Regions from separate parts of the Mus musculus genome. Here region 1 is linked to region 2. A link is a contact called in public HiChIP or PLAC-seq data. All regions are on one chromosome and are shown on one strand. The core of a region is the stretch at or near the end of the contact, and the rest is flanking DNA. Distances in the headings are between cores, read along the strand shown. Region 1 overlaps Dnm1 (dynamin 1). Region 2 has its middle 14 kb from the start of Prrc2b.

Evidence for each region. HiChIP or PLAC-seq counts read pairs in DNA pulled down with a chosen protein or histone mark.
Region 1: a contact with region 2 is called in an H3K27ac HiChIP or PLAC-seq map of stem cell-derived epiblast-like cells, with 4 times the contacts expected there. The contact joins two enhancer-like sites. A contact is called at or near these places in 3 of 484 Hi-C or Micro-C datasets (all in embryonic stem cells), 10 of 115 datasets of contacts at active chromatin or transcription factors (T-cell acute lymphoblastic leukemia, embryonic stem cells, epiblast stem cells and 2 more) and 3 of 9 other capture datasets (adipose tissue, liver and pancreatic islet).

Annotation. Positions count from the first base shown.
Region 1 is chr2:32,309,094-32,314,855 of GRCm38.p6, forward strand. Dnm1 (dynamin 1) reads right to left here. Exons shown (of 23, transcript NM_001301737.1): 20 at 3,591-3,832; 21 at 3,034-3,249; 22 at 1,358-1,394. The coding sequence ends at 1,373. Among named protein-coding and RNA genes, the nearest start is that of Gm23363, 6.3 kb to the right of the region's middle. Within about 2 kb of position 3,343, at least 179 of the 459 cell types and tissues checked have an H3K27ac peak or open chromatin away from gene starts, as enhancers often do. A contact at or near this core is called in stem cell-derived epiblast-like cells, where this site is marked.
Region 2 is chr2:32,134,574-32,140,376 of GRCm38.p6, forward strand. No RefSeq gene overlaps it. Among named protein-coding and RNA genes, the nearest start is that of Prrc2b, 14 kb to the right of the region's middle. Within about 2 kb of position 3,523, at least 337 of the 459 cell types and tissues checked have an H3K27ac peak or open chromatin away from gene starts, as enhancers often do. A contact at or near this core is called in stem cell-derived epiblast-like cells, where this site is marked.

The sequences.
Region 1 (5,762 bases), core at 2,093-4,592, 170 kb after region 2:
ACGGAAGAGAGAAAAGGAAGGAGAGCTGGTAAGGCAAGAGCAGCCACCTCCAGCAGAGGCAGGGGCTGAGGCAGGTGTGGATGTGGGCAGGGTTCCCGGAAGAGATGCACAGTTGATGAATGAAAGGGAAGATGGGGTGCTGGGCCGTAACTAGCAGGTAGTCTGAGTAGAGGCTGGTGGCCCTCTCTTGCCACACACACGGCCTCTCACACACCACCCAGGCAATGCACCACAGGGCCTCCCTCATTTTTGCTCACTGTCTCTCATCTCACTGGCTCAGGGCCACCCCAAGCCTCAGGGAGTCCCATGTAACAGCCATGAGGCCAGAAGTGCTTGAACCAGGAGATTGAAGCTAAAGGGGATGGCTGGAGGGAGCGCTGGAGGCCCCTCAGGTGGTCAGAAAGTCAGGAGTCCTCTGAGGGGACCCTGGGGAGGCTGGGAGGCAGGCAGCCGATGCCTGCGGCCACAGACTTATAAGTCTAAGAGGGGAGCCTCCGTTGGTCGGGGGGCTGCAGGTCTCGTAGGTGAGGCTGGGCCCTTCCTGCTGGGGAAAAGCAGAAGGGTGAGCGTCAATGGCTGGGGAAGAGTTGGGACAGGGTAACCGAGATCTGTGGCCAGCCAGGCAGAACTCAAGTTGACTTTCCCAGTCAGTAGACAATGCATTGCCTTCGGCTAAAAGGCACAGGTCACTCTGAAAACAGGTCAAATGTTGGAGCTGATGGGCTGGCTCTATGTCGGGGGCTGACGAGGTGGCTGTTAGCTACAGGTGTGCAATGTCAAGGATGAATGAGATCCTCACCTTGCCTGCGAGCCCTCAGGCGCTGGCAGAAAGGCAAAGGCTCTTAAGTTGTCTAAAGTCACCAGTCAGAGCCTGGCTTTGCCAGCGCGATTCTCATGCTTGCCCTGTGGTGAATTTAGTCGCCATGCTCCTAGGCTGGAAGGAGAAAGCTCTTATCTTGGCAGCATAGTTCAGAGTAGGTATGAAGAGGGGGTCCTAACGCTTCTGGCCCCTTCAGAGGCTGAAGACACCCTCTCCTAGTTCTTAGTCCCTACACTGTCAACAGTGGTCTGGTGTCTCCAGGGAGCACCCACATCTACCGTCTTGGACATGAAACCTGTTCCAAGAGCCCTCAGTTTAAGCAAGAAGGCCTTGAGTAGTGGCGCTGAGTCCCGAGGCTCACTGGAAAGGGAAGTGAGAGAGCCAGCTGGAAGAGGACAGGAAGAGGGAGTCCAGAGCTGCAGGAGAAGGAGGAGGGGCCTGGCTCAGGGGTCCCAGGTGTCCTCAGCATGGAGCTGGTGCAGCGAGGAGGGAGGGGTAGACACACTGTTCATGCAGCAGGCTGAGAGCATAACCTACCGTAGCTGACACTCCTCAGGGGTCACTGATAGTGATTCTGAAAGACAGCACGAAATCAACAGGGCAGTTCACAAACACACAGGTGGGCCAGGCTGGGGGTTAGGGGACACACACACGCACACGCCTGGGCGTGCACACACATGCTGTGAGGCCTTAAGGCCCTGCGTGCACACGTTAACACACATGCCCACAAACACGCATATATCTCCCTCCCACCTCCCAGTGCCCAGCACCATTGCCGGCCAATACGTCGTGCAGCACGGATCTGGGACATGCAGCCACTCAGCACACAGAAGCACACGCATGAGCTGTCACAACACAGAAGCTCGCCTGCACAGAGAAGGCCTTTGCACCAGCTCCCTGCACATCCAGGCCTGGTGTGCTGACAGGGTTACCATAGGGCTCCGTAAAGGACAGGGCTTGCACTTTAGGATCCAGCTGTCATTTCTTTGCTCAAGAACCTTCCATGGCTCCCTATATCATTGAGTCTCTACAAATCTCCAACCTACCCCACCCTACCATTGACCATTAGTAAAGCAGCCCACTGTCTCTGTCAATCTCACACTCCCCTGGGGAAATGTCAGGGGACACACATGTATTTAGAAGGAAACTAAAGCCCTGAGAGGGAAAATGACTTGCCTAAGGGAAGTGAACCAGCATTTCTGGACTCCCAGTCCTGTCTTAACTGTTCCAGACATTAGAGTCCCACAGAGTAAGCCCATCCCTGCCTCGTTTAGTGTATGGGGGCTAGGCCCCTAGCTCTGTCCTTCAGTCATCTAGATTCCCAGATAGATGCTTTTGGTCTATCAGATCATGTGTTCTTTCTCAGAGACCAGCCACAGTCAGCAGAAACAGGGCAGACTGAGTTGGTTACTAGAGTGAGCTTCCTGGAAGGCCAGTCATGGATAAAGAAGGCAAAGCCAAGGGATGAAGTATATTCCTTTTTCCTGGAGATCTCTAGCAGCAGGGTAGTCTTTGATCCTTGTCCCTACCCACCATCTGGTTTCAGACCACCAGACTGTTCACCATTCCTAGATCCCATCCCCAGCTGCTTTCTATCCTAGTCCGCACCTGGGTGCCGATCTCACATTCACACCCGTGTGCACGCCCACATACACATCATCACACCTTGCTTGGTCACACAGTCACAGCCTGGCCTGACACTGTGGGCCAGAGGCTGAACAGCATTCTGGGACAGCTCAAAAGAGTCAGAGCTGGGGAAAGTGGGGCATCAAGGTAGCTCTGAATGTAACTGAAGAAAACCACACGGTTCAGAAACCTAGACCTGAGTTAGGCTCACCAGGAGCTGGGCCGGGTCAGTGAAGAGTGGAATGGAGGAGGATGGAAGGCAAGGGTTTAAGAAATGCAAAGTGTGGGAGCCACAGAGAGAAAATGAAAAAAAGAGGGAAGCGCCATGCAAGTGCTGAAAAGAAGGGGGCAAGTGGTTTGAGCCCCAGAGCCCCCTTCCCAGAAACGACCACCTCCGGGACTCAGCGCCCCCTGCGGGGCAGGACCGCCTGCCCGTGGCCGCAGGTCCCTTGGCCTTGCATTACGACCCCAACGCCTAAGATGGAGAGGGTCGCTTCTGCTGCTAGGCCGAGGATCTATCCGACTCTACCTCCCTCCGGGTTACGCCCGCCTGGCGGCCTTTCCCGGGGCTTTAAGCCCCTACTCACCTGGGGACCCCAGGCGGGGCGCGGTTGGGGCGCGAGGGCACCTGGGGAGGGGGGCCAAAGGGGTCAGGGGAAGCCCCCGGCCTGGAGGGCACGGGGGGCGCCCCCCCCAGGGCGGATCCAGCAGGCGGAGGCCCAGGAGCAGGGCCCCGCGATCCGGGCCGGGCTGGGGGCACGGCGGGGGCTCGGCGCTGCGGCGTGGGGCTGGACGTGGGCGATCTACCGGCGACAAGAGCAGAAGAAGCGCGGAGCAGAGATGAGCGGCTCCGCCCCAACAGAGACCCCGCCCTCAGCCCAGGCTGTCCCCGCCCATGCAGCAAGCCCCGCCCACAGCGGCCTTAGCGTGGGAGCCTAAGCCGGATCCCCAGCGGCGCCACCCACCCTGCAGCCAGCGCTCTTGGCAAGCCCCGCCCCGCAATAAGCCCCGCCCTCTTCTAAGCTCCTCCCCTCGCTCCAGGTGGGAGCCCCCGAGACCCCGGCGCGCCACTGCCTGGTCCCGGCCCTCCTCCCGCGGGCCCCGGGTTGGGGGGCTTTGGGGCCGTGGGGGCCGGCCCTGGTACCTGCGTCCGGCCGGTACGCTCTGCACCTGCAGCCAGGAGTCGTCCACGGGCGGGGGCATGGGCGTGCTGACGGTGGTCGTGTTGATGTCGCCGATAATACTGAGCGCCTCCTTCAGTGCGTGGTACATGCGCAGCATCTCGTCGCGCCGCTGAGCCTGCTCGGCCGATTCTTCCATCAGTGTGTTCTGGTCCCCGCAAGAGTACAGGTTGGCCAGCAGCTCAGAGAAGATAAACTCCTTGGTCTGTGCACAGAGAAGGAAGGAAGGAAGCTAGAACCCGAAGACCCTGCCACCTTGTCGCAGGCCAGACCTGCTGGATCTGGGTACAGAACTGGGAGCTGGGGTTTGGTATTTCAGATGGCTACTTCTGCTTGATGCCTAAATTCGCAGGTCTCTTCAAATCCCATCTTAATGTCCTTTTCTCAGACAAGAATACACAGCGGGATAGGGAAGTCACCTGCCCTAGGCTTCAGATCCGGGAGGAAACTCAGAATATAGCCTGTCACTAGGACAACTGCCTACCCTGAGTCCTTAAGGAAGAAAATAACAAATCTATAACTATAATGTGTCATTGTACTGAGTGACAGGTGTCCAAGTGTGTAGTGGAAGTTTAGTGCCCACCTCAAATGCCCAGGCATTCTTATCCCACCCTGTCTGGGACAATCTTGTGAGCTGCTGGTTTCTTTGCAGCTTCCTCCAATCTCACTGACTCCTTTTCCAAAATCTACTGACTACATACCACGGGCCAGGCTTCGTGCTGCTCCACACCTCATATGCATTCTGTCCTCAACTCTATCATCGACGGCCATATTTTGCACACTGGGAAACAGACTCAGAGATTACATAGACTCAGACCCACATAGGGAATCTGTAGGAAAGCCAGCAGCATTCCACCCGAGTTGTGCTTCCTGGAGCCTGCTTTGTCACAGCCCCAGGTCTGTGGTGGAGCAGTGAGGTGAGGTGTGTTTCAAGGCAGTATCTGAGATTCTCAAAAAGCCACGATTTCTAGCTCCTCCCAAACACGTGTGTTTGGGTCAACCTAGATACCTTATTTTTCAACTTTAAGTGTCTTAAAATTCAAATTAAGATGAAGTATTTCCACTGAATATGTAACATCATGGGGAGGTTTAAAAAACTTAGTGGGAAAATGGTAGGCAACATATCCTGTAAATTAATGTTTTCTAGATCGGGGCCAGGTATAGTAAATAGACCACAACTGTCATCTCAGTACTGAGAAGGTAAGCCAGGAAGAGATCAGCCACAAGTTTGAGGCCAGCCTGGGCTCTACAGCAAGACTCCATCTCAAAACAATATTTTGGATATCTTGGGTTTAAAATAAATACTATCAAAATGAAGGGTTTTGGAACTAGGCATAGTGATGTATGCCTTTAATCCCAGCACTTGGGAGGCAGAGGCAGGTGGATCTCTATGAGTTCCAGCTAGAGCTACATAGTTTCTGTCTTGGAAAAAAAATAATAAAAAGTTAAGGGTTTGGGGACTATGGGATGACTCAGTGGGTAAAGGTGCTTGCTGATAAGCCTAATGATCTGAGTTCAATCCTTAAGACCTACGTGGTAAAAGGAGAAAACAAACTTGCTCAAGTTGTCCAGGACCAACAGACAACACAAAGGCAAGTGTTCCCCTGCCCCGTGCATTTATTTATTTATTTTTGGTTTTTTTCGAGATAGGGTTTCTCTGTGTAGCTCTGGCTGTCCTGGAACTCACTCTGTAGACCAGGCTGGCCTCAAACTCAGAAATCCGCCTGCCTCTGCCTCCCGAGTGCTGGGATTAAAGGTGTGTGCCACCATGCCCAGCACCCCGTGCTTTTGTAAATAATGTGATAAAAAGAAATAAGCCGGGCTGGAGAGATGGCTCAGTGGGTAAGAGCACCCGACTGCTCTTCCAAAGGTCCAGAGTTCAAATCCCAGCAACCACATGGTGGCTCACAACCATCCGTAACGAGATCTGACTCCCTCTTCTGGAGTGTCTGAAGACAGCTACAGTGTACTTACATATAATAAATAAATAAATCTTTACAAAAAAAAAAAAAGAAATAAGCCAACCGGCTGCTTGGTCTTACACCACAGCTATGTACATACATTGTCACACTGCACACCCCACAGCGATGTACACGCACTGTCACGCTGCACACCCCACAGCGATGTACATACAT
Region 2 (5,803 bases), core at 2,273-4,772:
AGCATTTCCAAGGAGTCAGTCAGGAAAGGCATGGGGTAGGGGAAGGATTCCTGCTGCTGCTGAGAGCTCCCCTAGGAAGAGGAGGGAAACAGGCTAGGGAGTGAGTAGGGGACATTCCATAGGTGGATACAGACCACAGCTCCTGCCTCGGAGAAAGTAAGAAGAGACAGTTTTACTCTTGGGCCAGGGAGATGACTCAGTGAAAAATGGGTTTGCTGGGAAAGTAGAGGAACCTGAAGGACCCCAGAATTCAGATCCCCAGAACCCAGGTAAAAAGCCGGGGGGAATCCCAGGAACAAACCAGCTGGCTAGACTAGCCAGAACTGTAGCGCTCCAGATTCAGTGAGAGACCCCACCTCAGTGCATAAAATGGAAGCTGTTGGAGGAAAGTCCCAATGTCAACTTCAGGGATCACACACACACACTACATACAAAGCTAGGTAAAAGCTATATAAGCTTAAATTCAATAAGAGATAGTGGTACGAACGCAGGAGGCCTTTTGTCTTGTTTATTTATTTATTTATTTATTTATTTTCGAGACAGGGTTTCTCTGCGAAGCCCTGGCTGTCCTAGAACTCTCTCTGTAGACCAGGCTGGCCTCAAACTCAGAAATCTGCCTGCCTCTGCCTCCCGAGTGCTGGGTTTAAAGGCGTGCGCCACCACGCCTGGCATAGCTAAGCAGTGGTGGTGAATGGTTTTCATCCCAGTGCTTGGGAGGCAGATTTGAGGCCAGCCTGGTCTACAGAGTAAGTCAGGGAGCCAGGACTATACAGAGAAACCCTCTTTCTTTCTTTCTTTCTTTCTTTCTATCTATCTATCTATCTATCTATCTATCTATCTATGTATATGGTTTGGTTTCTGGATTCTTTGGTTTTGTTAGTGAAATTTCCTTGTGTAGGCCAGGCTGGCCTCAAACTCTCAACCCCCTGTCTCTATCCCACTGCATCTGACTCTACTCTGTTGCAAATATATATATATATATATATATATTGTTTGGAGATGGGGTCTCATATAGACCATGATGGCTTCAAACTCTCCATGGAGCCATGCTGACTCAGACATGAGGCTGGCAAGAAGATTGCTATGGGTTCAATACCAGCCTGGGCTACAGAGTAAGACTCACAATCAAATGTTACTTTTGGTGGCAGCACATGCCAGTGTCATCTGCATCATCTGTGTGGAGCCCTGTCTGCTGACAGAGGACTTGTGGCAGCCTGGCTCTGTCAGCTTTTGATATTTGCTGATGAAGAACTAAATTTCAGATCCTCCACAGATTGCTGCTGTTTTATTTGTTACAGTTTTGTTGTTTTTCTGTTGTTTTGACAGGCTGGGCCAAGGTGGTGCACACCTTTAATCCCAGCACTCAGACTCAGGAGGCAGAGGCAGGTGGATCTCTGAGTTTAAGGCTAGCCTGGTCTACAACAGAGCGAGTTCCAGGATCACCAGGGCTATACAGAGAAACCCCTGTCTTGGAAAAAAAAAAATGCCTCAGTGGCTAAGAGCACTGGCTGCTCTTCCAAGGACCTGGGTTCAATTCCCAGCAACCACATGAAGTTCATAACTGTCTGTACCTCCAGTTTCAGGGGATCTGACACCCTCACATCAATGCACATAAAATAAAATTATTTTTATAAGAAATGATACCTTCATGTTTTAATTTTCTCAGGCCGTTTGTGACCCTGTCCTCTAAGCCTCCCCCACCCCTAACTCCTGACCCAGTCTGCTGCTGCTGCTTCTTCTTTTTCTTCTTCTTCTTCTTTTTTTTTTTTTGGTTTTTCAAGACAGGGTTTCTCTGTATAGCCCTGGCTGTCCTGGAATTCACTTTGTAGACCAGGCTGTCCTTGAACTCAGAAATCTGCCTGCCTCTGCCTCCCAAGTGCTGGTATTAAAGGTGTGCGCCACCATGCCCGGCTTGCTTGCTTGCTTGCTTTCTTTCTTTCTTCCTTTCTTTTTAAAACAATCTTTTTTTTTAAAGATTTATTTATTATTATATCTAAGTACACTGTAGCTGGCTTCAGATGCACCAGAAGAGGGCGTCAGATCTCATTACAGGTGGTTGTGAGCCACCATGTGGTTGCTGGGATTTGAACTCAGGACCTTTGCAAGAGCAGTCAGTGCTCTTACCCGTTGAGCCATCTTCCAGCCTTCAGTCTGCTTCTTAAGAGATCCAAATGCTGTCGAGTTTATCGTTAGTCCCTTAGCTCATGGTCCCTTCCTCATGTCCCAAGAGCACAACCATCAATCACCTCTGCAACTGTTGTCAGCCCCAAGGATTCCACTGTATTTGCTGGGATCCTTAGTCACACCCGCCCATTCCCCACGCAGGTCCAGTAACAACACACATGAGCTGGGGACTAATGAGGGTGGGTACATCTTTCTGGTCACAGCTGTTATAAACTTTTGTGTACAAGTATTCTCATTTCTCTGAGGACAGTTGGTCCACTTTGACAAATTTATAACTTTTTGTTTGTTTGTTTGTTTGGTTTTTGAGACAGGGTTTCTCTGTATCCCTGGCTGTCCTGGAACTCATTTTGTTGACCAGGCTGGCCTCGAACTCAGAAATCCTCCCTCTGCCTCCCAAATGCTGGGATTAAAGGCGTGTGCCACCACCGCCCAGCTAATTTATAACATTTCTGCATGAACTCCTGGAGGCCACAGGCGACCTTACATGCCTTCCTAATAGCTCTCCACTTTTATTATTATTTTGTGGTTTTGTTAGATATGTATTTGATGTGCATGAGTATTTTGTCTGCACGTATACATGTGCCTCATGTTCATACCTGGTGTTTTTTTTAAGTCAGAACCAGGACAAACAAGACTATAGAGAGGATTTTGCCTTGGAAAAACAAAAAACCAAACAAGATCAATAACAAAATGTGGTTGGGTACGATTCGCTTTCTACAGGCCTCAGAACTTCAGACCAACTTTGCAAAGCCTTTGGCTGGTTACACTTCCCCTGAAGTTCCTCTCCTGCCACCAGAGACCGGTTAATAAGGCCGCCCAGCAACTGGCCTTTGACTAGTGGTGGCTAAGGAAAGAGTTCGGTGGGAAAACGGCTAGCCATGAAGGCAGGAGGACGTGATTTCAATCTCCAGCACCATGCGTGGTGGAAAACCGCAGAGCTGGAAAGGCGGAGACAGGAGGATGACTTCAGCAGCTCGCTGCCCAGACAGAGCGTGACTTGAGTGAGAAACCCCGTCTCTGAAACACAAGACAGACAGCCCGGTGTTCTGTATCTGCAGGGGACTGACTGCTCCTAGCTGCTTACTAAGTTACCAAGCCTGGGTTCCAAACTCGAGGAAACCCGCTGCGGCCGGATCCCGGGCGACCCGGACCGCACAGCAGCCAATAACAACCGGGCGCTGCCAGCCCCACAATCTGCCGGACGTCGCAGTACGGATGACCTCACAGCGCGTCGCGGAATCTCAGCCAATCGGAGCAAATTTCTGGGAGAGAGGCAGAAACTTCACCCAATCGCTTACCCCCGACCATAGCTCGTCCAATCACAATGCGAGACAGTAAACCCCTGCCCCTCCCCCCCAAAAAAAAACAAGAGGGGGAAAGGAAAGGGATGCGGCTATAAGGCCCCACCCTCTACCCCGCGATAACACGGATCTGCGCATGCGCGGGAACGCTGAGGCGTTGCAGGCTGTGCTATTCCTGGGTTTGATGACCCGTCTGTAGTACACTGCATGAAATATATATATATATATATATATATATATATATATATATATATATATTTTTTTTTTTTTTTGTTTTGTTTTGTTTTCTGAGACAGAGTCTAGTAAAGCCTAGGCTGGCTTTGAACTCCTTGTGTGTACGAGGATCTTGAACTGATCTTTTTGCCTCCTCCCCTTGAGTTCTGAGATTACAAGCGAGCATCACCACACCCTCTAGAATGTGATTCTTTGAAAATTCATCCACTCTATGAGCGTTAGTTTAAATAGGACAAAAACGCTTAGGGCATTAATCCACTTAGCGAGCACTGCAACAGATGCCCGCTTGGTTCTTTGAGGAAGTCAGAACAATATGAAATTGTACTAATATGGATTTACATGGATTGACCCTCAGCTGAGATAAGGGTCCCTGGTCAGTCTGTATGCTGCATATTACTGAAGTGGTTTTTTTGGTTTTGTTTTTTTTAGATCAGATAATCAGAAATAAAAAGATCATGTTTCCCTCTTTTACCCCAGAGGGTCCTTTTGTACCCTCCCCCGGGGTAGCAGCACTTCACTCTGCAGACTTTCCTTTTATTGTCTGTAGAGAGGCAGGCGCCTGGCAAATGTGTGTGTAAGCCCTGGAGACAGATTGCCTGGGTTGAGGCCAGGCCCTGAACATACATTCTTAGCTATTTCAAGCAAGGCATGTAACCCTTTCATACAATATCTTCTTTAGAATGAAGGTATAAACAGAAGCTGTCTCTAGATTCTTGTGAAGATCAAGTGAGTTTGTATCAACATGTTCAGAATGATGCCTAACCCATAATAAGCAATGAACATGGACATCACAACACTATCTCCTCCTCCCCCAGTGCACACCACCAGACTGCTATCTCCAGTCTCCTAAGCAGTTAAGTGAGGACCAAGGGAGGGAAATCAGAAAATCTGACAGTGGTAATTTGGAGATAGGTACCCATGGGGAACACCAGCAAGCTGAGTCCGGAGGGGTGGGTAGGACACACCCATGCGAAGGGAGTTAACAGGAAATGGGAAGGATTCACACCATCAGAGGTCCAGAGGTGAGGAAAAGCCTTGTGGGTAAAAAGGAAACAGGGAAGAAATGAGGCTAAAGAAGTCAATAAGGGCCAGAAACATTGCAGCCGCCTGGCCCGAGACTTAGCCAAACTGTCTGGTATTTCATTAGTTAATTCTCCTTTGAAAATACTAGAACCTGTAACCTCTCCTGAGAGTTGAGGCTAGGGCCGAGCATCTGGGAAAAGCCATTGCTCACAGCTCTGCATGGAACTCCACGGGCCCCTGACCTATGGGGACCTGGCTCAGAGAACCCTACTCTCTCATTATTCTTGATGCACACCTGGGCCCCCCTGGTTTGTCATTCCCCCTGTGGCGATTGTCTGAGCTTGGTGTCCACTGGGGTGTGGAAGACCTGTATCCCAGTAGCATCCATCCTTTGTGACTGTGGACCAGTGATTTAAGTACTCCATCCTGCCTTTGGCTGCTATATCCAGGCAGCTGGACCTGAGACCATCTCAAACCTACCTTACACTGGGAAGTTACGACAGAGTCATGAGATCAGCTTAGTCACCTGGATGTCTTTACAAACTTTCCTTAAAAAATTTTTGTTTGTAAAACTTTGTAACTGCCAGAAGGAACAAAGATCCTCTAAAGGGACCTTGTACCCTTCCTGTGGAAATCAGACTATTGACACAATGGTCGCCAAGAAATTGCAATTTTCCAGGGAATCCAATGCTGAGAGGAAAACCCTGGCTGAACCCTGGTGCTGGGGTGTCTCCCAGGGAGAAGCTTCATACAACTTGTCAGACCTCCTTGCAGGAAAGACTGGAGTAACGGTGGATCAGTGATCAGGGTTGGCTTAGACTGCTTAGTTATGCATAGCTCTGGCCCTGTATTTAAACCTGAACCTCATGTCAAGTTCCTGAGCTAGGGAGAGCAAGTCACTGAGCCTAGATAGTTCTCTTCCCAAAATGGCCATGTGGAATAAACCTTTCTCCTCTTTCCACTTCTCTGTGTGTGTTTAATTGGCCTGTTGATGAGTGTCTGAGCCTACCTTGCCAGGTCTCCCAGGGCCCAGGCCCTTGTCCTAAGAAGCCTGGTAATAG